Regions from separate parts of the Mus musculus genome. Here all the other regions are linked to region 4. Evidence: chromatin contacts called from public ChIA-PET, HiChIP or PLAC-seq and Micro-C data. All regions are on one chromosome and are shown on one strand. The core of a region is the stretch at or near the end of the contact, and the rest is flanking DNA. Distances in the headings are between cores, read along the strand shown.

The links. A called contact is a pair of places that touch in the nucleus more often than the background predicts. ChIA-PET counts read pairs in DNA pulled down with a chosen protein or histone mark. HiChIP or PLAC-seq counts read pairs in DNA pulled down with a chosen protein or histone mark.
Region 1: a Micro-C map of embryonic stem cells shows a contact between it and region 4, with 2.4 times the contacts expected there. The contact joins the promoter of Cilp2 here to the promoter of Ssbp4 in region 4. A contact is called at or near these places in 2 of 39 promoter capture datasets (cranial neural crest and maxillary cranial neural crest) and 3 of 484 Hi-C or Micro-C datasets (all in embryonic stem cells).
Region 2: a contact with region 4 is called in an RNA polymerase II ChIA-PET map of memory CD8 T cells, with 26 read pairs. The contact joins the promoter of Ocel1 here to the promoter of Ssbp4 in region 4. A contact is called at or near these places in 3 of 39 promoter capture datasets (embryonic stem cells, neural stem cells and pre-B cells), 4 of 484 Hi-C or Micro-C datasets (embryonic stem cells and stem cell-derived primordial germ cell-like cells), 8 of 115 datasets of contacts at active chromatin or transcription factors (bone marrow-derived dendritic cells, embryonic stem cells, memory CD8 T cells and 2 more) and 2 of 9 other capture datasets (embryonic stem cells and pancreatic islet).
Region 3: a contact with region 4 is called in an H3K27ac HiChIP or PLAC-seq map of bone marrow-derived dendritic cells, with 5 times the contacts expected there. The contact joins the promoter of Bst2 here to the promoter of Ssbp4 in region 4. A contact is called at or near these places in 1 of 39 promoter capture datasets (cranial neural crest) and 2 of 115 datasets of contacts at active chromatin or transcription factors (bone marrow-derived dendritic cells and embryonic stem cells).
Region 5: an RNA polymerase II ChIA-PET map of memory CD8 T cells shows a contact between it and region 4, with 17 read pairs. The contact joins the promoter of Atp13a1 here to the promoter of Ssbp4 in region 4. A contact is called at or near these places in 4 of 39 promoter capture datasets (cranial neural crest, frontonasal cranial neural crest, liver and 1 more), 1 of 115 datasets of contacts at active chromatin or transcription factors (memory CD8 T cells) and 1 of 9 other capture datasets (pancreatic islet).
Region 6: an RNA polymerase II ChIA-PET map of memory CD8 T cells shows a contact between it and region 4, with 11 read pairs. The contact joins the promoter of Zfp963 here to the promoter of Ssbp4 in region 4. A contact is called at or near these places in 1 of 39 promoter capture datasets (pre-B cells) and 1 of 115 datasets of contacts at active chromatin or transcription factors (memory CD8 T cells).
Region 7: a contact with region 4 is called in an H3K27ac HiChIP or PLAC-seq map of embryonic stem cells, with 3 times the contacts expected there. The contact joins the promoter of Plvap here to the promoter of Ssbp4 in region 4. A contact is called at or near these places in 3 of 115 datasets of contacts at active chromatin or transcription factors (bone marrow-derived macrophages, embryonic stem cells and forebrain).

What each region holds. Positions count from the first base shown.
Region 1 is chr8:69,886,123-69,889,734 of GRCm38.p6, forward strand. It overlaps Cilp2 (cartilage intermediate layer protein 2), which reads right to left and starts at 1,270. Exons shown (of 8, transcript NM_026818.2): 1 at 1,166-1,270; 2 at 312-410; 3 at 1-146. The coding sequence starts at 1,229. Yjefn3 (YjeF N-terminal domain containing 3) reads right to left here. Exons shown (of 6, transcript NM_001353930.2): 3 at 3,321-3,431; 4 at 3,087-3,200; 5 at 2,865-3,015; 6 at 1,666-1,900. The coding sequence ends at 1,695. Gm33746 (a long non-coding RNA gene) reads left to right here. Exons shown (of 3, transcript XR_379069.4): 1 at 1-148; 2 at 472-785; 3 at 872-2,262.
Region 2 is chr8:71,369,051-71,372,716 of GRCm38.p6, forward strand. Ocel1 (occludin/ELL domain containing 1) reads left to right here and starts at 2,248. Exons shown (of 4, transcript NM_029865.2): 1 at 2,248-2,935; 2 at 3,418-3,583. The coding sequence starts at 2,625. It overlaps Use1 (unconventional SNARE in the ER 1 homolog (S. cerevisiae)), which reads left to right. Exons shown (of 8, transcript NM_025917.4): 7 at 82-253; 8 at 477-682. The coding sequence ends at 659.
Region 3 is chr8:71,535,609-71,539,209 of GRCm38.p6, forward strand. Bst2 (bone marrow stromal cell antigen 2) reads right to left here and starts at 1,864. Exons shown (of 5, transcript NM_198095.3): 1 at 1,520-1,864; 2 at 751-826; 3 at 178-217. The coding sequence starts at 1,819.
Region 4 is chr8:70,606,902-70,610,292 of GRCm38.p6, forward strand. It overlaps Ssbp4 (single stranded DNA binding protein 4), which reads right to left and starts at 1,413. Exons shown (of 18, transcript NM_001372473.1): 1 at 1,224-1,413. The coding sequence starts at 1,279.
Region 5 is chr8:69,789,913-69,793,570 of GRCm38.p6, forward strand. It overlaps Atp13a1 (ATPase type 13A1), which reads left to right and starts at 1,251. Exons shown (of 26, transcript NM_133224.2): 1 at 1,251-1,729. The coding sequence starts at 1,343.
Region 6 is chr8:69,748,663-69,752,301 of GRCm38.p6, forward strand. Zfp963 (zinc finger protein 963) reads right to left here and starts at 1,300. Exons shown (of 4, transcript NM_001200023.1): 1 at 1,170-1,300. The coding sequence starts at 1,172.
Region 7 is chr8:71,509,957-71,513,107 of GRCm38.p6, forward strand. It overlaps Plvap (plasmalemma vesicle associated protein), which reads right to left and starts at 1,813. Exons shown (of 6, transcript NM_032398.2): 1 at 1,395-1,813. The coding sequence starts at 1,760.

The DNA of each region.
Region 1 (3,612 bases), core at 20-2,519, 720 kb before region 4:
CCAGTCGGTGGTGCGCGCCTCCAGTGCCAGTGGTCTCGGGCACACCCGCGCGGGACCATAGTAGAATCGAATGGCGGCCAGGCTCTCGAAGTCGCCATCTCCTCCCGGGTGATCCACGTTGAACCACGACGTCCACTCGCTGGCCTCTGTGAGCATCGCACGCTGAGCCCGGGTCCCACCTCCCTAGTCTCTCCAGCTTGGAGCCTTGAGGCCCAAGGAGCTGTGATGTCCAAGGACTCCTCATTCTCCCTACCCTCCCCACTGACCCCACCAGGCCCAGATCACACAGGCGGGTTGCTGAGGTGACTCACCCTCCCAATCTTCCAGGGCTGGCGAGGGCTGGCCGGTATCTGGCGGCCGTCCCTGAAGACCCCTGGCGGTTGAAGTGTGCTCCTCGGTGGGGGTGGCATCTGTGGGAGTTCGAGGAGGCACAAGATAGGGACCACTGAGACCCCTCTTTTGGTGCAACAGGGGGAACATTGACTACCACATTTCACGGGATATAAAACTGAGGATCTGAGAGGCCAGCTCTAGCCCCGGGGACTGCAGCAGCACCCACTCCAGGAAGCCTTCCCATTACTAGCAGCGGACCCTGAAGCCCTGTCACTCCGCAGATCTGGCGACTCTATGTCCCACTACACCTCTAGGCTCAAATGTTCATCAAACACAAGTCGAGTGTATTAGGCTCTGCCTCTACCCGCAGACCGCTGCAGTCTCTTCCTGGAAGTCCCCTCCTGCCATATACTCTCCCGGGTCTTTCTAGGTGGGACGCAAGGTGCCAACAGGTAAGTCCTTGGTTTCTCTGGCCTTCCATCTTTCCGGGGTGGAATAGGAAGGCAGACAGGTTCAGACAAACCCCTTCTTCCTGGAGCCCCAGCCTTCTGAGAAATAGGACTGTCACCAGCCCCGCGGAGAGACAGCTACGACCCCTTGGCACAGATTTGGAAACCTGATGATTTACAATTCAAAGCCTTGGCCAAGTGGACCTTCCTGGGACGACGATGGAAGAGGTTTCTTTCACCGGCTCTCTGGGACGCTCATGAGGTGCTCCCCCGCCCGCTTCTGTGCCTGCGGCTGTCGTCCTGGTGTGTTTGTTTGTGTGTGTGTGTGTGTGTGTGTGTGTGTGTGTGTGTGTGTGTAGGGGGTGGTTCCCAAGGTATCTCACCTCGCGCTCCCGCTAGGTGTAAGGCGGCAAGGCAGAGATAGAGCAAGGGCAGAGGTGATGCCATCGCCAGGTCCGAACTGCTCTGCGAAGCTCTGAGATCTGACTGTGGCGGGCCTAGCCGCTGCTTGGACCTAAAAGGGCGGAACGGGCCACAAGCCACGCCCCCGCACACCAGACTGGGTCTTCTAAGCCTCCCGCGGTACCTCCGCCCTTAGACTGCCCTTGCCCGGTGTCCTGCGTTCCCCCCTCCTTCTCCAACTGGGTCCCGTGCTGTGTGCCTGGCTCCCTCTGGTCTGAAACTTGAAGCTGCTGGCGCCCTAGGATGCTGGACGTTCTCTATATTGTTAAACTTCGGTCCTAAGTACTGGAGGCCACCCCCCAGCAGGGGTCTGCTCTCCATTCTAAGAAACTCCACGGCGCAGCTCCTCCCCACAAACCCGGAGGGAAGTCTCCTCTCCACCCGCCCACCCCCTGGCCTGGTACACAAAAGAGGCAGGGGAGAGGTGGTGGAGATGTTTATTGGTGCGGTTCACAGTGAGGCCACGCAGTCGGTGCCAGTATATTTTGGCAGGTGCAGGCCAAACTTTCGGCGGACGTCATCAGGCACGAACCTGCCGGCTACAAAGTGGAGACGTCCGGAGAAGCGGCCGGCGCAGCTCTTGGGCGCTGCAAGGGACACCAGCACATCGGGCTGCACCGCGTCCTTTGCGTCTCCGCCAGCCTCCGCATCCCAGCCTGAGGGCGGAAGAGGGGGAGCTGAGGACCTCCGGCCCGGGACCAAGTCTGCTCTGCCTCCCTCCACGCACGCGGGTAGCGGTCAGACCTGCTAACCGCAAACCGCCTCCACCCTCCGACTACACCATTTCCACTGCTAGTCTGCCAAGACCCAGCCTCTGCCTTGAGCCGTGTCTCCTTCCGCAGAGGTTAGGAACCGCGCCTTGCTTAAATCAGACCTTCCTCACCCACCTCGGGTCTGACCTCAGCCTCTCTACCCCACCCTGTACTGTGACCCGAGACCCCCCTCCTTCTAAACTGTGCCCCCACATCCCTATCGTATTTGATTTCCCCCTCCGACCTGAGACATCTTGGTTCTCTGACCCACCTCGTGGTACTTTTGTTAGGACTCTGCCCTCTCCCCAAACCACCAGGAGTTTCGGTTCCACCCAGTCCACGAACCAGCAACCAGGACTTCTCTCCTGCCTCAGGCACTAACCAGAGCCACCGGCTCCTCTCTCTGATTAGAGGCTTCCAACTGCAGAATCCCTCACTTTTCCGGGACCACCTACTGTATCCCCCTAGGACTAGATATGCCTCGGCTTTGGTCGGGGATTGTCCTGGAGCAGTGTAGCTAGGGGACACCCCCACGCAGTCCCCACGAGAGGCTGAGCGCTGTTTGTCCTTAGCAGCTCTGGCCTGGCAGGCGTGGCCTCTGCCGAGTGAGCTCACAGGACTGGTGGTGGGTGGTGCCCGTGGAGCTGAGCACTCGGACCAAGGGGACACGGAGTCACTTGGGACAGCCACTTGTATCGCTCCCATCCTCAGGGCGGGTGTGAAATACGATGGGGGCAGACGCGGAAACCGAGGTTGAAAGAGTTGGACAAGGAAAACCGAGTTGGGGGAGGGGGGTGCAGAGGGGTAGAATTTAGGATGGATGGAAAAAAACAGGCTAGGGTAACCAGGCTGTCCCTGGGTGGCGTGCCTGAGGGGACGTCCAGGCTCACAAGCGGGATGGAGAGTCGCTTCAGCGTGGCCAGCGCGCGCGCGCAGTGCCCGCCTGCTTCAGCCAGCCGCACTCCCGGCCCAAGCACTGCGTCCACCACCAGCCCGTACGCGTCGTCGATGAGCCGCACCTGGGGAGAGGGGCAGTGTCAGGGGCTGGGCTCAGACGGGCCAGGGCAGGGGCAGAGTGGGTGCATCTGACCTCGGCAGGCAGGAAGGACAGGAAGGGGATGTCCATCTTCTCGCACTGCGTGGTCAGGTCACGGTGCAGCGCGTCGGCCGAACGCGCGGGGCAGAAGATGCTGGGCTGGTATTCCTGGGAGGCAGGGGGTGGGGGGACCCGGGTTCGATGATGGAGGCGGGAAGAAGTTCCCCTCCTGTCCCAGCGGGACCCCAGTCCCACTTCTGTCCCCCACATCACGGCCCTGTTACTCACGAACACCCGCAGGTGCCGGGCACACGCCAGCCCCACGGCGCCATTCTGCTCCGGGCCGCACACAACCAGCACTGTCCTCTGCTTCCGCGACAGCGAGGGCAAGGGGAAGGCCTAAGACATAGCAAAGCAGGGCGGCTAGATGGAGGCGGGTTCTGGGGCAGAAGGACGAGGCCATGGCAGAGGGGTGGTCTGCATGCGGGGCAGGCAGGCAGACCTTGCTCAGGCAGAATGTGAACCCGGCCTCCGCGCCCAGTGCGGTTTGTTTACTCTGTCTGCACTTAGGACACACTCC
Region 2 (3,666 bases), core at 998-3,497, 760 kb after region 4:
GGGCCCTGGGATCCTTGGGAAAGGGCCACATGGATGTCTTTACCTATCACTACTGGGGACCTACAAATGTGGCGTCAGCAGTGCGAAGGGGTCCAGACCTGCAGATGAGAGGCAGTCAGCATCCGAGCTAGACCTCGTCCTCCAGAGGCACCAGGGCCTCCAGGAAAAGCTGGCTGAGGAGATGCTAGGCCTGGCCCGCAGCCTCAAGACCAACACACTGGCTGCCCAGAGTGTCATCAAGAAGGACAATCAGGTGTGGTAACACTGCTGCCTCTGTCTGCCTCAGAAAGCTCTGCAAAAAAGGGGCATTGTGACTGGTGTTTTGCTGGTTGAGCAAGAGTTTGTTAAAGCCCAGGGGGAGGGGGTAGCTGAGCATGCTTGGCCGAGGTCACACTATGCACCAGAAGCACAGGCTACTCAGGAAAAGTCATACTTGGGTCTCAGTCTTGTTGACACAGCCCCTTCTTCTCCCACAGACCCTGTCACATTCACTCAAGATGGCAGACCAGAACCTGGAGAAGCTGAAGCTGGAGTCGGAGAGATTGGAGCAGCATGCACAGAAGTCAGTGAACTGGCTGCTGTGGGCCATGCTCATTGTCGTGTGCTTCGTGTTCATCAGCATGATCCTGTTTATCCGAATCATGCCCAGGCTGAAATAAAACAAGAAAGCCTGCACACCAACCCACATGTCTTCAGTGCTAGCAGTGTGTGTGTGTGTGTGTGTGTGTTGCAGGGGGTGCCTGGGCTGCAGGGTGGTGCCAGCCAGGACACCTCTATCCTGAAGTCAGCCTACAGCCCTTCACCTGGCCACTCTGCTCCAAAGGCGTAGGGCAGCCTACAATACACAACAAAACCAAGTCTCAAAAACAGGAAGAAAAGTTAAAACCTGCCTGGGAGAGCAGTGGCCACGCAGATCCCCTCCCTAGGGAGGCAGACTGAGTTTAGGGCCAGCCTGGTATACACAGAAAATTATAGGCCAGACAGGGCCACATAGTGGGACCTTGACTCCATCTTCCAAAAATAGCACAAGAAAGGCTTGTCAGGCGGCTCAGTTGGTAAAGACACTTGCCACAAAGCCTGACAGCCTGAGTTCCACCCCAGAGCATGAGCAAAATAAGCAGTAAGAGTTAGGGACAAAAAAGCCAATCAAAAACTATATTTAGCCAGGCACTGGTGGCGCACGCCTTTAATCCCAGCACTTGGGAGGCAGAGGCAGGTAGATTTCTGAGTTCAAGGCCAGCCTGGTCTACAGCGTGAGTTCCAGGACAGCCAGGGCTATACAGAGAAACCCTGTCTCAAACAAACAAACAAAAAACAACAACAAAAACAAAATTAAAAACTAATAAATATATTTGGGCCGGGAGTAGTGGTGCATGCCTTTAATCCCAGCACTTGAGAGGCAGAGGAAGGCAGATTTCTGAGTTTAAGGTCAGCCTGGTCTACAAAGTGAGGACAGCCAGGGCTACACAGAGAAACCCTGTCTCGAAAAACCAAAAAAAAATATATATACATATATATGTGTGTGTGTGTGTATATAAATATAGATAGATAGGCTGGAAAGATGGCTCAGTGGATAAGAGCACCGACTGTTCTTCCGGAGGTCATCAGTTAAATCCCAGCAACCACATGATGGCTCACAACCATCTGTACAGCTACAATATTCTCATATACATGAAATAAATCTTTAAAAATAAATATATTAACTGTAATGGTAACTTCAGGGAGTCTGACATGCACACACACATAGTTAGCATAATAAACGTCACTTCTTAGGGTCTAGGGAGATGACTCAGTGTAAGAGTGTGACTCAAGTATGCAGATCTAGGTTCCAACCCCTAGTACTCTTGTAAAATGGCAGAGGTGGGGAGCAGGAACCTATCAACCCAGTGCTAGGAGGGAGATACAAGCAGATCTACCTGGAGCCCGCTGGCCAGCCAGAATACCTAAACAGGGACCATCAGGTTTCGGAGAAACTGTCAAAAAAAAAAAAGTAGGGCTGTACGACACTCAACGACCTGTATTGGTCTCTGAGTATGTACAAGGTCACACACACACAAAAATAATACAATTGCTAAAGAAAAAAATAAATTGGTAAACAAAAAAAAAAAAGCAGAAAGAAAAGAAAAAAAAAAAACTACCTTATTTTCCCAATAGACTGGGGTAAATGAATAGGCCAAACAGCATAGTGAAGGGCTGATTCCAACCCAGAGAGGAACACGCGCCGCAGGCTCCGCCCACCCTGAGAGCCCCGCCCTAGCGGCCGAGCGCCCGTGCCAACGGCTCCACCCGCAGTTCCTGCACAGCTGCGTTCCCGGCGGCAGGGCCAGACGGGGCTCTGGGACAGGTGACACCGAGTGGGATCCTCGGATAACCACAGGCGGGCGGGGGCTGGAAGCTTTGTGGGCCGTAACCCCGCGAGGCAAGAGGCGAAGGGGTCGTCTCGACTCGGACCCCAGTCGCCCTCCGCTGCTTTGCGCTCTTCCGGTTTCAAGAATGGGGCGGGGCCCGCGCTGCACCGCCAGCCACTCTCGAGCATGACGCCGCGGTGACGTCGCGGCGCCTCGTCAGTGCCCCTTTCCGGGATCCGCACTCTGGGTTGCGCGGCCAGCCAACCGCGCTCGCGTATGCAAATACATGCAGGTCCCGCCTCCAGGCGCGGCCGGCGGGGTCCTCTGGCCAGGCTCTCAGGCCCGGAAGCCACTTGCAATTCGCGCCCTGCCGCCAGGGGGCGCCAGAGAGCTGCAGCCCCACGCATGCCTGCCCCGGAGCGTCCGCGCTCCAGACGGCCGCAGAGCCAGCCCGGGCCGGGAGAGCTCTGCGTGAGGCCCCGGAAGATCGTGTTTGCGGATGAGCTGCGCCCCCGGGAGCCACTGCACCCTGAGAAGCATCCCAGAGATCTGGGACCCCGCCTCAACCCAGTACCTGACTACGAGCTGTGAGTGCCCACTCGTTGTAAGACCAGGTCTGGTCGTCTAGTCCAAGATAGCCCCTACCTTAGTCTCCTGAATTCATCATACCCACGTTCCCTCAGAGCTTCTTAATGCCTGGGAAACAGAAAGGGGCATTGAGGCTGGGGTTTTGATGGGCGAATAAGAGTTTATGAAATTAGGAAACGGAATTGGTGGTAGAAGGCATTTTGATTTGGTGGTCAGCACTGGCAAAGGAAAGCCAATTGCCGGGCCTAGCAGTGGTGACACACGCCTGTAATCCCAGCACTTGGGAGGCAGAGGCAGGCGGATTTCTGAGTTCGAGGCCAGCCTAGTCTATAGAGTAAGTTCCAGGACAGCCAGGGCTACACAGAGAAACCCTGTCTCAAAAAAACCAAAAGAAAAGAAGAAGAAAAGCCAATTGCCATGATGGGTGGAAAGACAGATTTCCCTCTACTTATACACTGACTGACCCCTTCCAACCTGGTAGTAAGTACCCACCAGTGACCAACAGAAGGGACCGGAGCCGCTATGCCGCAGTGTTCCAGGACCAGTATGGCGAGTTCTCGGAGCTCCAGCGGGAGGTGGGGGCCACACAGGCTAAGCTCCAGCAACTGGAGGCCCTGCTGCTGTCGCTGCCCCCGCCACGAAGCCAGGTCAGCCCAGGAACTCCTGTGCCCCAGCTTCCTGCGGCTGTGCAGCTTCTACTGGGTGGCATGCTGTCAGGGTCATGGTGGCC
Region 3 (3,601 bases), core at 614-3,113, 930 kb after region 4:
GTATTCAGCCTCAGGTCCTCAACACCCCACGGTGGTGGTGTAGGCTTTCCTGATTAGGCCTTCTTCACAGCTCACACCTGAGCTGTAGACTGTGTGAGCCAAGTGGAGCCCAGCTTTTGAAGGAAGTGCAGTCTGGAGGGGAGTGGGTGGCGGTGGGCAGGGAGAGCTGTCTCTAACCTCAGATTCTCCAGCTCCTGGTTCAGCTTCGTGACTTCATCTGCGATGACACAAGCAGAGGGCTGGTCGGTATACTGCTGCTAAGTGAGCAGCCAGAAGGGGGAGAGGGCGGGGACAGCCAGAGCACCCCAAGGGAACACCTGGGATGCATCTAACCACCAAGGCCACACAGCAGCCAGTGTGGTCAGGCAGAGGGGGTGGGGGTGGGGTAATAAGGAGAAAGGAATCAAAGGAAGGCCAGCCTAAGGCCTTCTGCAGGGCTGTAGAAGCACCAGTTTAGAGAACACTTGGGAAACCCAGCAGATCTGTGGCCTCCACCCTCCTGACAACGTTCTTCCTACCCACCCTCTGCTCTCTGCTGACATAAACCCCTACTTCCACTCCCCAAGCTTTATTCCTTCATCCCTGGCACTCTGTCTGTCTCTGGGAAGAAACCAAACTTCCAAGCAGTGGGCTCATGACCCTGCCACCCCTTCATGTGGGTCAGCACCTCTCCCCAAGTCCCAACCTGGAGGCCTAAGCTATTCCCTCCCAGCTCCACTGGACCTCCCCCTCCCCCTGCCCCCCTCTCACTCTCAAGCTCCTTGATGCGGGCCTGCTGCTCCAGGGCTTGAGACACCTTCTTCTCCAGGGACTCCTGAAGGGTCACCTGATCAGAAAAGCGGCACAAACATGGGTTGGCTGTTGTCCTGGCCCCTAGGAAACTTCCAGGCAAAGGCATCTGAGACCTTCTCAAGCAAAGCCCCTTTCAGGTTCCCCTCCAACACTCTCCGTATCCACCCAGTCCTACCAAGGTGTAATCTCCAAAACGGCAATTTTAAGTGCCCACATAGGAGTTTGAAAACTCTTCGTAGTTAACCCCTAGTAGAAAGTTCCAGATATTCTCCTACACAAACACACAGCAGAACCGGGCTTCCCAGACAAGGTCTCTCAGAGACATATTAAAAGTTTCAATAATTTGCTAGGTGTGGTGGCTCATGTTTTTAATACTAGCACTTGAAAGGCAGCATTTGAGGCCAGCCTGGTCTACAGAGTGACTTTTAGGACAGCCGGAGCAATTTAGGAGACCCTGTTTCAAAAAATTCAATCAGGGCTGAGTGATATCCCAGTGAAGCCAAATGCTGGTCCCTAAGTCAGGTTCGAGCTCTCCAACTCAAGCACTCTACACAAAGTTTGGAGAGTCACCAAAGGAAGGGAGGATACTGAGGCCCCTGATTGCAGAGCTGTAGGGAGTTCTAAGGTCTCCCAGGATTTCAGTCTTTAGTAGCTGGCCTTCGAGGTGGGGGTGGGGGACTTGCTTGGCTGTTTCAAAGCCACTGGAGGGGACGGATTCCAGGCTTACCACGGTCAGGTTGCAGGAGTTTGCCTGTGTCTCGGCCTGCAGCAGACTGTCCTGGGTGCGGGTGAGCTGGCGCTGCAACAGGTGCGTGGTGTTCCGGCACTCAGCCTGCGCTCGCAACCCGTCTCTACAGGCCACGCTGTTCGCTGTGACGGCGAAGTAGATTGTCAGGATGACTAAGGTAACCCCGAACAGGACCACCAAGATCGCGGCCCCCAGCCACTGCCGGTGGCTGCCCCATCCTTGCTTCCCCCCCATCTCATCCATGGGCACGGGCAGATAGTGATAGAAAGAGGGCGCCATGTGATCCGTCGATCCTAGAGGGCTCAGGAACCCTTTCCAGGCCACGCCCTTATTAGCATAACCCCGCCCCACCACTGCTTCTAGCAAATAGCAACTTCAGGAGTCCAACGCAATTCTAGAGCCGCCGGGTTGCAAACTGCTAGTGGAGAAACTGCAGCCTTTCAGTTTCATTTTCCTGGAATGCCCCTAGAAGCAAGAGAAACTTCTGGAATTCAACTCAAATTCTTGGCCTTCGCTGGCCAGTCACCTGGTGCCTGTGGGCTTGGGACTCGACTTAACAGTGGCTGTCCGCCGGGCGGTGGTGGCGCACGCCTTTAACCCCAGCACTTGGGAGGCAGAGACAGGCCGGTTGTCGGTTTGGTCTCCTAGAAGGGGAACTAAGACTTCAAGGTTCAGTTGTGGACTGAAGACCAAAGGCCAAGGTTTGAGGTCAGGGGTCTCCATTCACGAAAGGATCGTGGGAGCTATTGAGAATCTGTATATTGAGAATAGTGGCTACAGAGCAGCGGGCAGGAAACCAAGCCTGGCCAGGTAGCAAAGTGTGCCTCCCAGCTCTTGTCCTGGCATCAGGAGCAACCTGGCGGGGAAAACCTGCCTGCGGGAAAACCTCTGTGAACGGGGTAAAAAAGGAGTGTTTCAGTGAGCACCAGGCACTCAGAGAGGGCTTGGCCTGGCTTTGGGCAAAAGTGACATGAAGCATGACCTGGAGTTAGCATAGGGGTTGTCCTTGATTTCCTATCCTTCTGTCTCTGCCTCCCGAGTGCTGGGATGGCAGGTGTGCTCCACTACTCTGGAATCCTCCCTGGCTCCGCTGAATGTCCTGAATGGTACCCACCTCAAAACACTATGGAGTCTTTACTGAGGACACATAGGGCAGACCACATTCAGTCAAGGGGTTCTCTTCAGGACTGAAACTGTGTGGCCAAAGCACTAGTATATGGAGAGATTACGTTTTCTGTCCTTGTGAAGACCAGTTTGCATAGGAGGACTCGGTGTTGTGTTTTATAAAAAGAAAAAGAAGCCAGGGATATGTTTGATGGGGGTGTGGTATGGTGTGGGGGAAGAGGGTGCTTCTGCAGGCCCAGGCTGAGGCCCCCAGGGTACCAGTCACACAATGGGATGTAGAGTATAGAATAGAGTTTATTTAGGGCATGGGGAGGGGAGTTGAGGGCCTAGTAGAGACAGAGAAAGGCAGAGAGAGAGAGAGAGTAGAGGAGTAGAGGCTAGCCGGGAACAGGTAGAGAGAGAGGTGGGAGGGGAATGGGGAGAGAGGAGGAAGAGGGTAAAGGGAGCAAGATCTAGAAGAGGAGAAAAGAGAGGAAGAGGCAAGCAGCCCCTTTTATAGTGAGTCAGGCACACCTGGCTGTTGCCAGGTAACTGTGGGGCGGAGCCTAGATGAAATGCCAATGTTATGCCCAGTTCTCAGGAACCCCAGAACAACATCAGGAATTTCGAGTTTGATGCAAGAACAAAGAGAGTCTTTATTGTTATATGATTGCAAGCCTTCTCTACTCAAAGGTTAAGAATTAGATGCTCTCGTCCTGGGGCTTGGAATATATGTGTATGTATATGTATATGTATATGTATATGTATATGTATATGTATATGTATATGTATATGTATATGTATATGTATATGTATATGTATATGTATATGCACATGCATAAGTTGGGATCCTCAAACTTTGGGATTACCTGACTGGGGAGGTGATAAGGAAGTGCCATCCTTCAAACCTGATTACATCAGTGGGGTGGAACGGTGCAGCTGGAAAGGGACTTTCCT
Region 4 (3,391 bases), core at 163-2,662:
GCTCTCAGGGAGCCAGCCTTGCATGGCAGCCCAGTGACCCAGACTTCTCTGTGCCAGGTGATCTGTCCCCTACCCAGGGCTGCACTGGGCAACTCAGCCTCTAGGCAAGCTGCCCCCTCAGGCCCTGCTACAATCCAGGCCTCCACACTCACACCTCAAAGGTGAGTGCTGGGCTCCCAGCACACTTCAAACGTTCCCGCTTCACCTACTTCTCCACACAGGCACCTCGGAAAGGAAGGCCAGCCCAGGCGTGTCCTCACTGGAAGCTAGAGCACAGCCTGTCCACCTGGGCAGCGCACCCTGTATCTTCAATGTGGGGCGTCTAGAGCCAGACCCATTCTGGCTCACCTGGGACTCCGGGAGGTGTCCCGGGACCGCCATGGTCAGGCTCTGCACCTCTCTAGGCTTTGAATCCGCACCTTTGCCTACAAGCGACAGTGGAGTCCAACTTCCACGCAAACCTCCAAAACCCCAACACCCCGCAGGGCATTAGGGTCCGACCCAACCTCTTCAAATTTGCAGCCACAATGAACCCACGTGTCCTGTTTCAAATCTCCAGCTTGGATACTTGGGACTCTGCGGCCCTAAGACCTGAAGCTGTCCTCCAGTGCCATGGTCTCACAGCCAACCCCGAAAGCTCACACCTGTCAGGTTTGTGTGACCCCAGAACTCCCGAGGCCTTACAACCCTCAGATGCTGTGCCTGCCCTGGGCATCCTGTGACCGCTCAAGTCCTAACTCCTGATCTCCCATACACCACCGACTCCCTAGTGAGCCCCTGATCCTGCACCCGATGAACCGCCACGTGACCCCAGCAACCCCTTGGCTCTTGTTTGACCCATTGATTTCCTGTCCCCTCAGGTATTCTGAGACCCCAAGCCCCCTTGGAGCTCTCAAGCTCATGCCCATGCCCTCTATCTCATGTGACCCCCCCACCAAGACCCTGGAACTCGAGTACCTCAATATATTCTGTCCTTTGTGTATTCTGTGACCCCAAAGGACCCTCAGGTCTCGCACACCCACAATCACACACCCTTCTGGTCTCGCGTGACCCCATGAGCCCCTTGATCTCGTGTGTACCCCTGAAATCCCGCACCATTTTGATCTCCAGTCACTCCCCGATCTCCTCGGGATCTCCTGTGTCCCCCCTGAAATCCCGCACCATTCTGGTCTCGCGTGACCCCATGGTCCCCGGTCCCGCGTGGCCCCGCACCGCGCACTCACTTCTCGCGCGCCTGCCCGTCCGAGGGCGCGCAGCCCTTGCTCGCCTTGCCGTACATGCTCCGCACCTGTCAGGCGCGCGTGGCCATCGCTGCCCGCGCCCCGATCCCCGCGGCCATGTCCGCGCGGGAGCTCCGGCCGCGGGTGGGTTCTCGCCGCGCTGCCCTCCCCGGGCTGTTCCGGGAAGCGCGCCACCGCCACCGCGCGCTCCCGCCGCTCTTAAAGTGGCAACGGCGGGAGCGCGGGTGGGCCCCCCCCCCGCGCGCGCGCTGGGAGCGCGCACGCGCAGAGCCCGCGGGGGCGGCACTGCCCACCAATAGGCTGCGCACCAATAAGTACAGACTTCAATACCTCCCCCCAAAGATATTCAAGCCCGGGACGCGCTCCAGCAGTTGCTATTTGTGCAATTGGGAAGCTGAGGCAGGGGGATGGCCGCGAGCTCCAAGCATACCTCGGCTGCGGAGCAAGACTCCCAGTTGTACAGATCTGGGGGTGGGGGTGGGGTGCTGTGGATATCTCCGTTTCGACTCAGGAACTGCACTAGGCTCTTGGGCTCACAGGATATGCGCCCATGACATTCTACTCCCAGGACACTCTCTGCGAGCCAATACAGCGCTGCGGGCTGTGAGGGGCCCTTTTGAGAGAGTTTCATATAGGCCAGGCTTGTCTCAAACACATAAAACAGATAACCCTGAAATTCTAATCCTCCTGCCTCAGCCTCCCTAGCGTTTGCACGACAGGCGTGTGCCACTTAGCCTGGTCTGTGTGCTGTGCACAGAGCCCGGTTTTTTTTTTTTTGTTTTTTTTTTTATGCATGCCAGCGTTGTAAGGACTGAACCCCAGACCAAGCACGTTTTGTTTGTTTTTCTGAAAGTGTTTCTTAACGCGGTAGACAGAGGCAGGAGGATCTCTGTGAATTCGAGGCCAGCCTGGTCTATATGGCGAGTTCCAGGACAGCAGCCAATACATAGTGAGACCCTGTCTCAAAGTCGGAGTAAAAACGGTGTCTCCTGTAGCCCAGGCTGACCTCCAGCTCTCTACTTCACTAAGGCTCCTTGAACAGGTGGTCCTCCTGCCTCCACCTCTGGGTGCACGCTGGGAATGAGAGCATGCTTCTTTCCCCCACTCCAGCGCAGACGCACGTGTATAACACGCGGCCCCGTGAGAGCACGAGGGGTCGTGGCGCATGGGCGTCGGGAAGCATCCAGGCTAAGGCTTGCTATCGCTGCAAGTGTCCCCGGTTGGACACGACGGGTTTAGTGGGGACTTGCTGGAGATTGCGCACAGGTGGGTCGTCAGCACCCGGTGGCGCAGTCATGAGCTCAGGTTTCCTGTGTGAGTGTGACAGCATGCAGGTCACCACGGCGCTAAGTCTCGCGTGGTGTCCCTGGTGCAGGCAGATCCCCTAGCCCGGGCCTCCCCGCCCCCACCCTAGTGGGCGGGCGGGAAGCCGAGCCGCCGTGGTTCCAGGCGCTCAGGAAAGGCTGCCGGGGCGCGCCCCGCCTCCTCCCCCAGGGCTCAGCTGGGCCGACGCCGGCCTTTCCCATTTCCTGCTTGGCCCGCCACCCCCTCCCCCAGCTTCCTCTCCCCGCCGCGGGGCTGGCGACTGCTGGGTGCCAGGAAGGCCGTCGGTGCGCCTGGGCCACCGCGCACTACAGCTCTTTGCAGGCCCTGTTCTCAGCGAGACACAGAGAGGTTGCGAGTGCAGCCGGGAGGCACAGCACGCAGCTCCGAGTTTCCTTCCACCCTCAATTGTGTCCCCAAGGTCTGGAGATGCCCAGGACGCAAGGTTTCCCCTCTCTCAGCCACAAATTTTTGATTCAGTGTCTTCACCCACCCCAACCCCCGGAACTATTTATTGAGCGCCTGCTGTCTACCGGGCCCTGGGGACCCAGCGGGGACACTTTGCTACGACTCCTGGAGAAAAGAGTCAGCTGGGGAAAGCAGGAGACAGAGCCGGACAAAGGGAGGGAGGGCCGGCGGCAGCGAGGACGGTGGGAGTCCCGGAGGAGAGTGGAGGCGGACGCTGGGAGGAGGAAAGAACGGGGGGGGGGGGGCGCCCGCAGCCCTTGAAGGCTGCTTGGGGGAGGCTCTGCGGGCGGGAGCAACTGCGCCGTCGTCATGGCAACCGAGGCGCTCCCAAACACAGCTAGGAAAGTCCGGGGAGTGGA
Region 5 (3,658 bases), core at 1-2,500, 820 kb before region 4:
TGAATTATTTCCTGAGTCTTAACGGACCTCTCTGTAGAGAGCAGGCTCAGAGGGCAAGAGCATTTGCTGCCAAGCCCAAGGACTGGAGACTAATCCCCTGGGGTGGGATAGAGTGAAGAGAAGCGAGGAGACAAGGCCTGCCTTTAGAACTTCCTTAGTCCTCTTATCAAACTTTCCTCCAGTCATTTCAACTGAGAGAAAATCACTATGCAACAGCAGGCTGCAGTCAGGGGGCTGTGTGAGTTTTTCTATTTGTTTGTTTTTACAAAGAATGAAACCCAGGATTTCAAGAATGCTGGGCAAGCACTCTAACACTGAACTAGCCAACACTTTTATTTTTTTTTTTAAGTCTGGAAAAAGTCTCCTTAAGTTCTCAGATGACCTTGAAGTTGTCATCTTCCTACTTCAGCTTTGCTTATACATGAGATGCCCTGCACTACCAAGCAAAATAACATTGAAAAAGAATAAAAATGATCTATATTGGATCTGGGTAGGGTGGCCAGCACTCGCGAGTCAAAGGCAGCGGCCACTATCAGCACTGGCTGCTCTTCCAGAGGATCTGTATTTAATTCCCAGAACTCACACTCACAACTAACTGTAACTCCAAATCCAGGATTCAGACACATTCTTTTTTTTTTTTTTTTACCCGCTCCCACCTCAGACGAATTCTTAGGGCCCCGTAGGAACTGCACAGCGCGCGCGCGCACACACACACACACACACACACAGAGACAGATACATACTTATATATTTTTAAATCTTCAAAACCTTCTTATGGCTGTGTTTAAATAACAGTACTTGTACAGAATAGTTGCATAAAGCATCATAGTATATTTCATAAGTACCTAATTTTCCATTTATGTTAATGTGACCTTGTGTACTTATTACCGTATGGCTTGCATGGAAAAGGCACCCTCAACCCTACCTTGCGAAAGCTCCGCCTCCTCCCAAACCCGCCCTCAAAAGGTCCCAAGTCCTAAAGTTTGTATCTTAGGGTAAGCTTTTCTCCTCCCCAAACGGAGGCTCTTTCCTAGATAGATGCCGGAAAAGTTGCTGAGAAGGGACGGGCTCTTCCGTTTCAGGGTCTCTTGCTGATGTCAATCCCGCCCTGCCCGTCTACATCTTTTGCGTTCTTAGTTCGCCACGGCCGACCTTAGCAAGCTGATTTGGACCTTTGGTACCTTCTTTGTCATGGCGGCGCCCTGAACAGACACTTGTGTTAACCCACCTAACGGTTTACCTAGGCGCTTCCTATTCCAAGGTGGCGCTCAGACCTTACCGGAAGTAATAGACCGGAAGTGGGGCGGTGCCTCTGCCGGAAGCCAGCGCAGCGCTGGGAAAGATGGCGGTGGTGGGCAACGCGGTTCCTTGCGGAGCCCGGCCTGGCGGGGCCCGGGACAACGGGTCTCCTCAGCCTGGGTCGCGATTGCGGCCGGGCCTAGCTGCCGGGCCAGCACTCATAGCGAACGGCGACGAACTGGTGGCCGCCGTGTGGCCGTACCGGCGGCTGGCGCTTCTGCGGCGCCTCACCGTGCTGCCGTTTGCCGGGCTGCTGTACCCAGCCTGGCTGGGCGCCGCCGCCAGCGGTTGCTGGGGATGGGGCAGCAGCTGGACCCAGATACCCGAGGCCGCGCTGCTGGCGCTCGCCACCATCTGCCTCGCGCACGCACTCACTGTCCTGTCGGGGCATTGGTCTGTGCACGCGCACTGCGCGCTCACCTGCACCCCGGTAAGTGCGCGCGCGCGCCCGACCCCGACCCGGACCGGGACCCAGGCACAATGGGGCCTAGCGGGGGTACCGGGCTGCCGCGGGCTTGCGAGTCTCCAATCTTAACAGCTCGATTCTCCAGCGGCGCCCCCTGTCCTATGGCTCAGGCCTACTTCTGACCCCGCTGTGACTCGCCATGCAGTTGTGGCTGGTTATTTTGATTCACAAGAAACACCTGGAACACACTTAGAGCAGGATCCATATGCTACTGTTAGTGTGAATTGTTCTCTTAGCTCCCATATGGTGTATTGTTCTTGGAACGGTTCCGCCTTGCTTCTCCGTCATCTCCTACCTTGGTTTTGGTTTTCTTTTCTTACTCTTTTTTTTTTTTTCCTGTAAGATAGGATCTCACTATGCAGCCTTGGGTCGTCTAGGACTCACTGAGAACCGCCTAGCTCTGCCTCCAGAGTTCTCGGGTTAAAAGCCTGTGTCACTATTTCTGGCTTCTACTCTTGTGTTGGTCTTTCTTTCTTTTTTTTTTTTTTAAGTGTTAGATTAGACCTGTGGGGTAATACCCCCAAATGTATGAAGCCAAGTCCTATGGCCCAGTGTTCAGCTTCTGTCTGTCCCTTGCTAGACCCAAAAGAGAGTGTAATTCATTCTGGTGCTGAAGATGGCCAGGAACTACTTGTAAGTGACTTAAAATAGCGTAGAGTCTCAAGTTATCGGTAAGGTATGGTTAAGATGAGGGCTTGTCAGAATGGTGCAGTGATTCTAAATTCAGAACTCTAAACATAGTGTCACTACAGGAAGCACTGACTTTAAGGTACTCTAGGTTGAGGGTAATACCCAGTGAGCACACTACAGATCACCAGATTTGAAGCCTGGCACACCAATATCTGTTCTGGGTAGGTCTTTAGAAAAGGGAGGCAGTGTCAGTGACTGAAGGAAATCCTGAGTACCCTCATATACACCCTCAATGGCTATGTGTGCGCATTGAATTCTTAGTACCAAGAGAAGGCATCCTGTTTCCTTCATTAATATTTATCCCTGAAGAGGGGCCCAAATTTCTGAGCTTGGCACCCAGGGTCAATAGATGGGTGTGTGTGTGTGTAAGCGCTTGCGCTCATGTGTGAGACATTCGGTCCCTAGCATTCTAGCTGTCCTTTGGACTGTAGCTGAGAACTTCCTTTTCTAGAAAGGAGGAGAGGGAAGAGCTAAGCAGCCTTGGGTGAGGAGGCAGATCAGGCTTTGCTTCTCTCTAGGTTTCACTGGGTTTCAGTTTCACCCTACTGTACAGTGAAAGCTGAAACACCTCCCTCCGGGGTCACTGAGGAAAGCTAAGGTAACCTATAATGGGGGGGCACCCTCCGTGGCACCTTTACCCATCTTCCGCTGTGTTAGTTCATCATCAAGTGTTAGTTTCAGGGCCACCACCTTGTGTCCCACCTCCACCTCTAGTCATTGCAAGGCTGACCAGAGGTGGAGGAATGGGGGAATGTTTCTTGTGTCACGAAAGTAGCATGCATAAAACCACTGGGGAAGAAGGTAGAATCATTTGTTACTGCAGAAGGCAGATAACAGTAAGATTCCCAGGGAACTTCAGATGGAGCCACCTGGGGAGGATTCCCGAGTAGGTGACACTTGAGCAAAAGCCTGAATGGATCAGGAGAGCGGATCCATTTTCCAAGAAAAATTATCTCGAGGTGTTTTAAGTCTGCTTATGGTTTTACACCACGTCCTTAGCTGTCTTTGGCTGCATGAGTTCACAGGCTATAGGTGGAACTTGCTCAGATACCAAGACTCTTAGCTTGGACTCAGGCAAGCTGGTGTTCAGTATACTGGGGAGCAGTGAGCAAGCTAGAGAGAGCCAGTGTGGCGGTAAGTGGGAAGTGGCAAGATGTGGGTCTTGTGAATGGAGAGCAGTGGAGAAGTTCCGTATGGACTTGA
Region 6 (3,639 bases), core at 50-2,549, 860 kb before region 4:
TCAAAGGAGACACAAAGAGAAGCATATACTAAATTTCACAAAGATCCTTGGATGAAGATAAATTTCTTTTTCAAAAATGAATCAAGCCAGGCACGGTGGCACAGGTCTTTAATTCCAGCACTTGGGAGTCAGAGACGAGGGATCTCTGTGAACTCAAGGCCAGCCTGAGCTACATGGCAAATTCCCATACAGCCAGGAATACATAGAGCAGTCACTCTAAACCTTCCTAACGCTGCGGCCCTTTGATACATTTCCTCATGTTGAGGTGACTCCCAACCAAAAAATTATTTTTGTTGCTATGTTATAATTGTAATGTTGTAACTGAGCAGTATCTCAGTTCCTAAAGCCATTGGGAATTAGTGTTTTCTGATTGTCTTAACCGAAAGGTAAAGAACCACTGACACAGAGAGATCCAGTGTCCAGAAAAAAGAAAAAAAAAATCAAATAAGAATATGCACTGGCCTAGTAAATAGAAGACAACACCAAGATGTTGCTTTCCTCAATTTACACTATAAATTCAAAACACAATCCCAACAAGAATGCTAACATCTTGTGTAACAGCAGAAAGCCGTTCTAAGGTTTATATGTAAAGGGGGAAAAAAAACCCTCAACGTTCCAGACAATTCTAAATAAATAGTACACAAATAAAAGATTTTATCTTTACAAAGAAATTTAATGATCATAATAGTGTACGAATATTTGGAAACTAATTTATCTACAAAACAGTATAAAAAAAGAACCTCACAAAATAGTCAATGTTCTTTTAAAAGAGCAAATTAAACTCAGGAGAGTAATTGTCTTCACAAATACTATCCAACATAGGCATAAATAAGCAAAAACTTAAGAGTTTACAACTCCCACAAAAGTATTTCAAAGTGGACTCTCCACCAATATGTGAAGACAACTCAGGGGAACCGGCAGGACCTTGAGTTCAGCAAACAGCCTCAGGGTACAACACAAAAACCACTTCGTGGCCGTGACGTCACCGACACGGAGGGCGGGGCCTCCCCTGCGGCGCCCTGAGCTCTGCGCAGACGCGGCCGAAGGGCGGAGCGACACAGCCGCAGCGACCTAGTCGCCGCCAACCGCAGCGGGCCTAACGCCGCACAAGCGAAGAGCTACCGATAGCTGCCACTCCTCTCCACCTGGGACAGCGGCCCTGCGCTCACCATGTCGCGGCTTCCGAGCTGCCCGTGCTCCCCTCACAGCGGCGGCCACAGCGCAGCACACGCACCCACGGGGCCTCCCTGAGCCACGGAGTTCAGTCTACAACACGGCGGACAGAGAAAATCCGCCTCCCACTGCCCTACCTCGCTCTTGATTGAGTGGTGTAAGCTTGAAGGCCCTGATTGGCTAGGTCCGCCCAGCGACTGCTGATTGACAGCAGGAGCTGAAGTGATGACCAGGCAGTCTCTGCCCTGGACTGCCTGCCTTTTACTCCAGCATATGGTCAGGAGAATTTACATTGACGCAGAACTTGTTCTTGTTCTTGGAGAGCTGGGCCCTGCTGTCTCAGTGAACTCGGCAAGCACTTCCTAGTCTAACAGGGTACCAGATGGTTCTCGTAAGCAGTCCAGTTACCAACTCAGTGTCTAATACAATGGCCCCTGTGCCTCAGACCTAGGAGGCCAGTCAGACCACTCTGGTTCCAGTTGATACTGAGAGGTTGAGAGCACATGCTGCTCTTCAGAGGACCCAAGTTCAATTTCCAGAACCCACATCGGGTGACTCCAAACTGTCTGCAAATACGGCTGCTTAGAGAACCCAGGACCACCAGTCCAGGGATGGCCCCAGCCACAATGGGCTTTCCCCCCATTAATCTCTAATTTTTAAAAATGACCTCACAGGCTTGCTTACAGCCCAAGCTCATGGAGACATTTTCAATTGAGGCTCCCCACTCTGATGACTCAAGCTTGTGTCAAATTGACATAAAACTAGCCTGCACAAATAAACATACCCAATGCAAACAAACAGACAAAATTAGAGTTGATAAAAAAAAAAACAGGAGCTGGAGAGATCGCTCAGTGATTAAGGGCACTTGCCTGACATAGTTACATTTCTGTTGCTATGATAAAACTTCATGATTGAAGTGACTTATAAAACAGTTTAACCAGGCTTAGAGGTGCAGTGTGTAACAGTCCATGCTGGTATTGTTAAGGCTTGGCCACAGGCTGAGGACTCACACCTTAATCCACTGAGAATGGCACAAGTCTTTTAAAACCTCGAAGACCACCTCCACCACCAAGGCTGCACCCAATTCTTCCCAAACAGTTCCATCACTGGGGACCAAACACTGAAACATGGCCTATGGAAGCCATTCTCATTCAAACCACCTCCTTCCACTCCCTGGCCCCCATAGACCATACTATAATGCAAAATGCATTTGGTTCTCCGTCAAAAGTCCCCATAGACTTTCACAGTCTCAACATTATTTAAAGGTCCAAATATCTTCTAAGGCTCAAGACAATTCTCTCCTTGGCGGATGTCTCATGGCTCTAGGATCTCCACTGAAATCCAGGTTTGAATTCCAAAATGACTCACAATAGCTTCTCAGTACCTTCCATGCAGGGACTACACTGCCATACACTCTCCATAGTTACAGACTTGACTCTAAAGTCAGAACCACACAGACATCATGGCCAAATTCTGCTGCCTTCTTGGGATGGAGCCTGGCCCCACTGAATCACATTTGCAGCCGTTTTCCTTTGTCATGGTTTTGGGGAATAGAAAATTACTTGGGCTTTTCCTTTTTACATGTTAGAAGCTTAGCTGGGTAGGGTCTTGTCCAGAGGCACCTGTGGTAGTTTGAGTGGCAGGCCCCCATATGTTCATATACTTGAATGTTTGGTTCCCAGTTGATGGATTGTTTAGGAAGGATAAGTGTGGCCTCATTAGAGGAAGCATGTTGCTCAGGGTGGGCTTTGGGTTTCAAAAGCCAGCACCTGGCCCAGTCTGTCTGTCTGTCTGACCCAACTCTCTCTCTGGGTGTGGATGTGGGTGTGTCTGCCTGCCAGCCTGCTTGGTGGCTTGAGGTGGAATACAAGCTAACAGCTACTACTCCAGCACCACACCTGCCTGTTACCATGCTTCTTGCCACAATGACCACAGACTCTAACCCTTTGAACTATATATAATGTCTGAATTAAATGCTTTCTTCTATAAGTTGCCATTGTCATGGTTGTCTATTCACAGAAAGAGAACAGCAACCTCTGTTCTATGGACTAATATAACTATTTCCTTACATAGATTAGAACAAGACAATGAGGTCTTTATCCCAATACAAATTAGGTCTTGCCTTGATCTCTTCCCATCCCTGCCCTCTCTTGGTTGTTAGGCAGGGTTTCTCTGTGTAGCTTTAGCTGTCCTGGAACTCACGCTGTAGACCAGGCTGGTCTGGGATTCAGAGATTCACCTGCCTCTGCCTCCTAAGTGCTAGGGTTAAAGGTGTGCACCACTGCTGTTTTTTAAGGATTTATTTTCATGTTGTGTGTGAGTGTTTTGCCTACATGTATGTCTGTGTACCACATGTGTGTCAGGTGTCTAGAGAGGCCAGAAGAGGGCATAATCTCCTGGAACTGAAGAAACAGAGCTGCCCTATAGGTGCTTGACTTAGTAATATGTAAGCATCTCCTATGTGTG
Region 7 (3,151 bases), core at 563-3,062, 900 kb after region 4:
ACAGTCGGATGTGTGTAACATCGTACTGGGACTGTGTGGGGACAGCTATCTCCAGGACCTCAGTTCTGTAACTGTCCCAGGTCACAGTGGGCTCCTTCCTATCTCCTACCACACAGTATTCAAAGACAAGTGCCCCCCCACCCCACCCCCTCTCTGACAAATGTCTATGTACCCCAGGGTAGACTTGAAGCAGCTCTTGCTGCTTTAGCTCGAAAGCATTAGAGTGATGTACATGCTCAACCCTGCTCGCTAATGGGCCTGGAGCACAGAGCTTCACCCATGCTGGGCAAGGGCTGAGCTCTGAGCTGGCCCCAAGCTCTGCTCACCCTTGTCACACAGAGGGAGACCCTAGCCCTCTGAGTCTGTTTACCATCTCTGTGAAGCTGCCTTAAGCAGGCACAGGGCAGGCACTGACAGCAGCAGGACCTGTTGTGAATGCCCAGGACCCAGCTAAACGCCAACTGCAGACAGACAATGCTAGGGTCTGCATGTGTTCCCACCCCCACATTCACCCAGAGAGTTCCTTCCACTCCAGGGGCCTAGCCATAAAATTATGAATTTCTGGTTTATCCCAAGAGAGATTTTGTTATTAAATTGAAAGATCAGAGAGCCCAGCATAGTGGTGCACACCTTTAATTCCAGCACTTAGGAGGCAGAGGCAGGCAGATTTCTATGAGTTCCAGGACAGCCAGAGCTATAGTGAGACCCTGCGTCAAGAAATAGATAGATTAATTATTAATTAATTGAGTGATCAGGCCTGCAAGGCAGTTCAGTGGGTAAAGACAATTGCTGCTAAGGCTGACAAAACTTGAGTCAAGTCTTCCACACGGTGGAAGGTTGTCCTCTGATCCCCACACACAGGTTACAGCATGCGGGTAGACATATGCGTGTGTAATAAATACATTTAATTGTAAAAACTAAGCCACCTGCAGCAAACTCTTCCTTGACAGGTGATGTCTGCCATGGAGAAATCACAGTCACAAGATCTTCATCAGGTACATGGGGTGACCCACACCTATTATCCCAGCACTCAATCTACTGAGGCAGAGAACTGTTGTGAGTTTAAAACCATCCTGGGTTATACAGTCATACTCTGCTGGGGGTGGGATTAGGGAGAGAGAAAGGCTGTAGCTCAGTGGTGTTGCATGTACTACACCAGGCTTGACCACTGGCTGGTCATCCTAGAGTCCTGGAGGTGGAAGCAGGAGGGTCAGGAGCCCAAGGCCATCCTTGGCTACACAGTGAGTTCTACACCAGCCTGAACTACATGAGGTCATGTTCTAAATAAATGAAGGAGTGTGTGTGGGGAGGAGGGAATCCAGATTTCTTCCCATGGAGTTTAGCATTTGGGCGCACCCAGGGCTGCAGCCCAGGGCACACATGCCGCCTCTTACCAGGTCGCCTTGGCACTGGCGGAAGCTGGCGTTGATGCGCTCCATCTCACGTCGCGTAGTCAACAGTTGCTGCATGACTGTTTCCTTGACAAGCAAGCTGATGTTCAGCTGTTTGCTCAGGTTAGCCTGTGAGGCAGATAGTCCAACCACCTGGCTGTACAGGCTGTCGGCGCGGATCTCCGTGGCGCGCAGGCTGGACTCAGTGGTGGCGTGCACATTGCCATAGATCATGAAGAGGACCAGGCCCAGGATGATGAGGAACTGAATGAGCGACACGAAGAGGAAGAAATAGCGCAGGTAGTACCAGCAGCCGCGCTGCTGGTCCCCCGTGCGGGCGTATGGGCTGCGGTCCATGGAGAGCCCCATTTGCGCAGTGTCCACAGGGCGCACTGTCTGGCGTTGTCTGCCTGGCCAGATCTGAACTGCGCCAGGCAGGGGGGAGTGTTTATATTACTCCTCTTAATGCTTCCTCTGCCCGGCTCCTTCCTGGCCAGGAGGAAATGGGGACTGTGGGTTATCACAACACTCCCACCCAGGCTGTTGAGGAACTGACTGACAGTCTGGGCAGCTGTGATAGGTGGAGGGCGGGGCACTCACTGGGTGACTGAACTGGCTTCCCCAGCCTGGTCCGGCCTCAGTTTCCACCACCGCCACTCTCCCACTCCAACCCCACACACCCCACTTTAGATGGGCCAGACAGTGCCCTCTGCTCCCGGGACGTGTTATCTAACAGTCCGGTGGCTAGGCGCAGAGGAAACTAAGGCACAAGTGAGACAAGAGACTAGCCCTGGCCGGGCGGTGGTGGCGCACGCCTTTAATCCCAGCACTTGGGAGGCAGAGACAGGCGGATTTCTGAGTTCGAGGCCAGCCTGGTCTACAAAGTGAGTTCCAGGACAGCCAAGACTATACAGAGAAACCCTGTCTTGAAAAACAAAAAAACAAAACAAAAGAGAGAGAGAGAGAGAGAGAGAGAGAGAGAGAGAGAGAGAGAGAGACTGGCTCTGTGGCCCAGGCTTTTACTCTGTGGCAGGCTGGATTTAAACGTGGGGAACCACTGATAATGTCCCACAAAACACACCAGTCACCGTGGGATAGCTCCCACCAGCTGTAGAGTTTGGGGTCCAAGGCAAAGGATTGTGGGTGTGAGTTCACCACCCAGGAGCTCCAAGGAGTTTTCCAGGATGGACAAACAGTGCACATAAGGACTACAGAGACCTCACAACTTCCCTCAATTATTCTACCAGCACTCAGAGATATCCCCCTCACTTGCGCATGCTCTGGGAATAGTGTGTGGCTTAGCAATAGAGCCCCTGCCTAGACTCCTCCCAAAGTACAAAACAATCCGAGCGGTATGCAGTAGAAAAGCAGGGTCTTGGAGTGGGGATAACGGAGAGAGGCCTCCAAACTCTGCCACAATCTGCCCCAGTTTCCCCCTCTATAACAAAAGTGTGCTTATGTCCCTGGCCTGCGGTAATTTCAGGGTCCCAGGAAGTGGCAGTAAGCTTTGTTGGTAGGTGGTGTCCCACGTGGAGGTTCTAGGGTCTCTGTGGAACAATGCCCAGATAGAGGTATACGATTTCAGGGTCACAGATAAAAGGATATTGCGGGTACACCAGCCCCCAAAGCACTGGGAGAATCTTCTGGAAGTCTTTGTTCTTTACCTGCTTACTCCGTTTCTTGTTATCCACCACCACCACCACCACCACCACCACCACCACCACCACCACCACCACCGCTACCACCGCCCCCCATCCCCC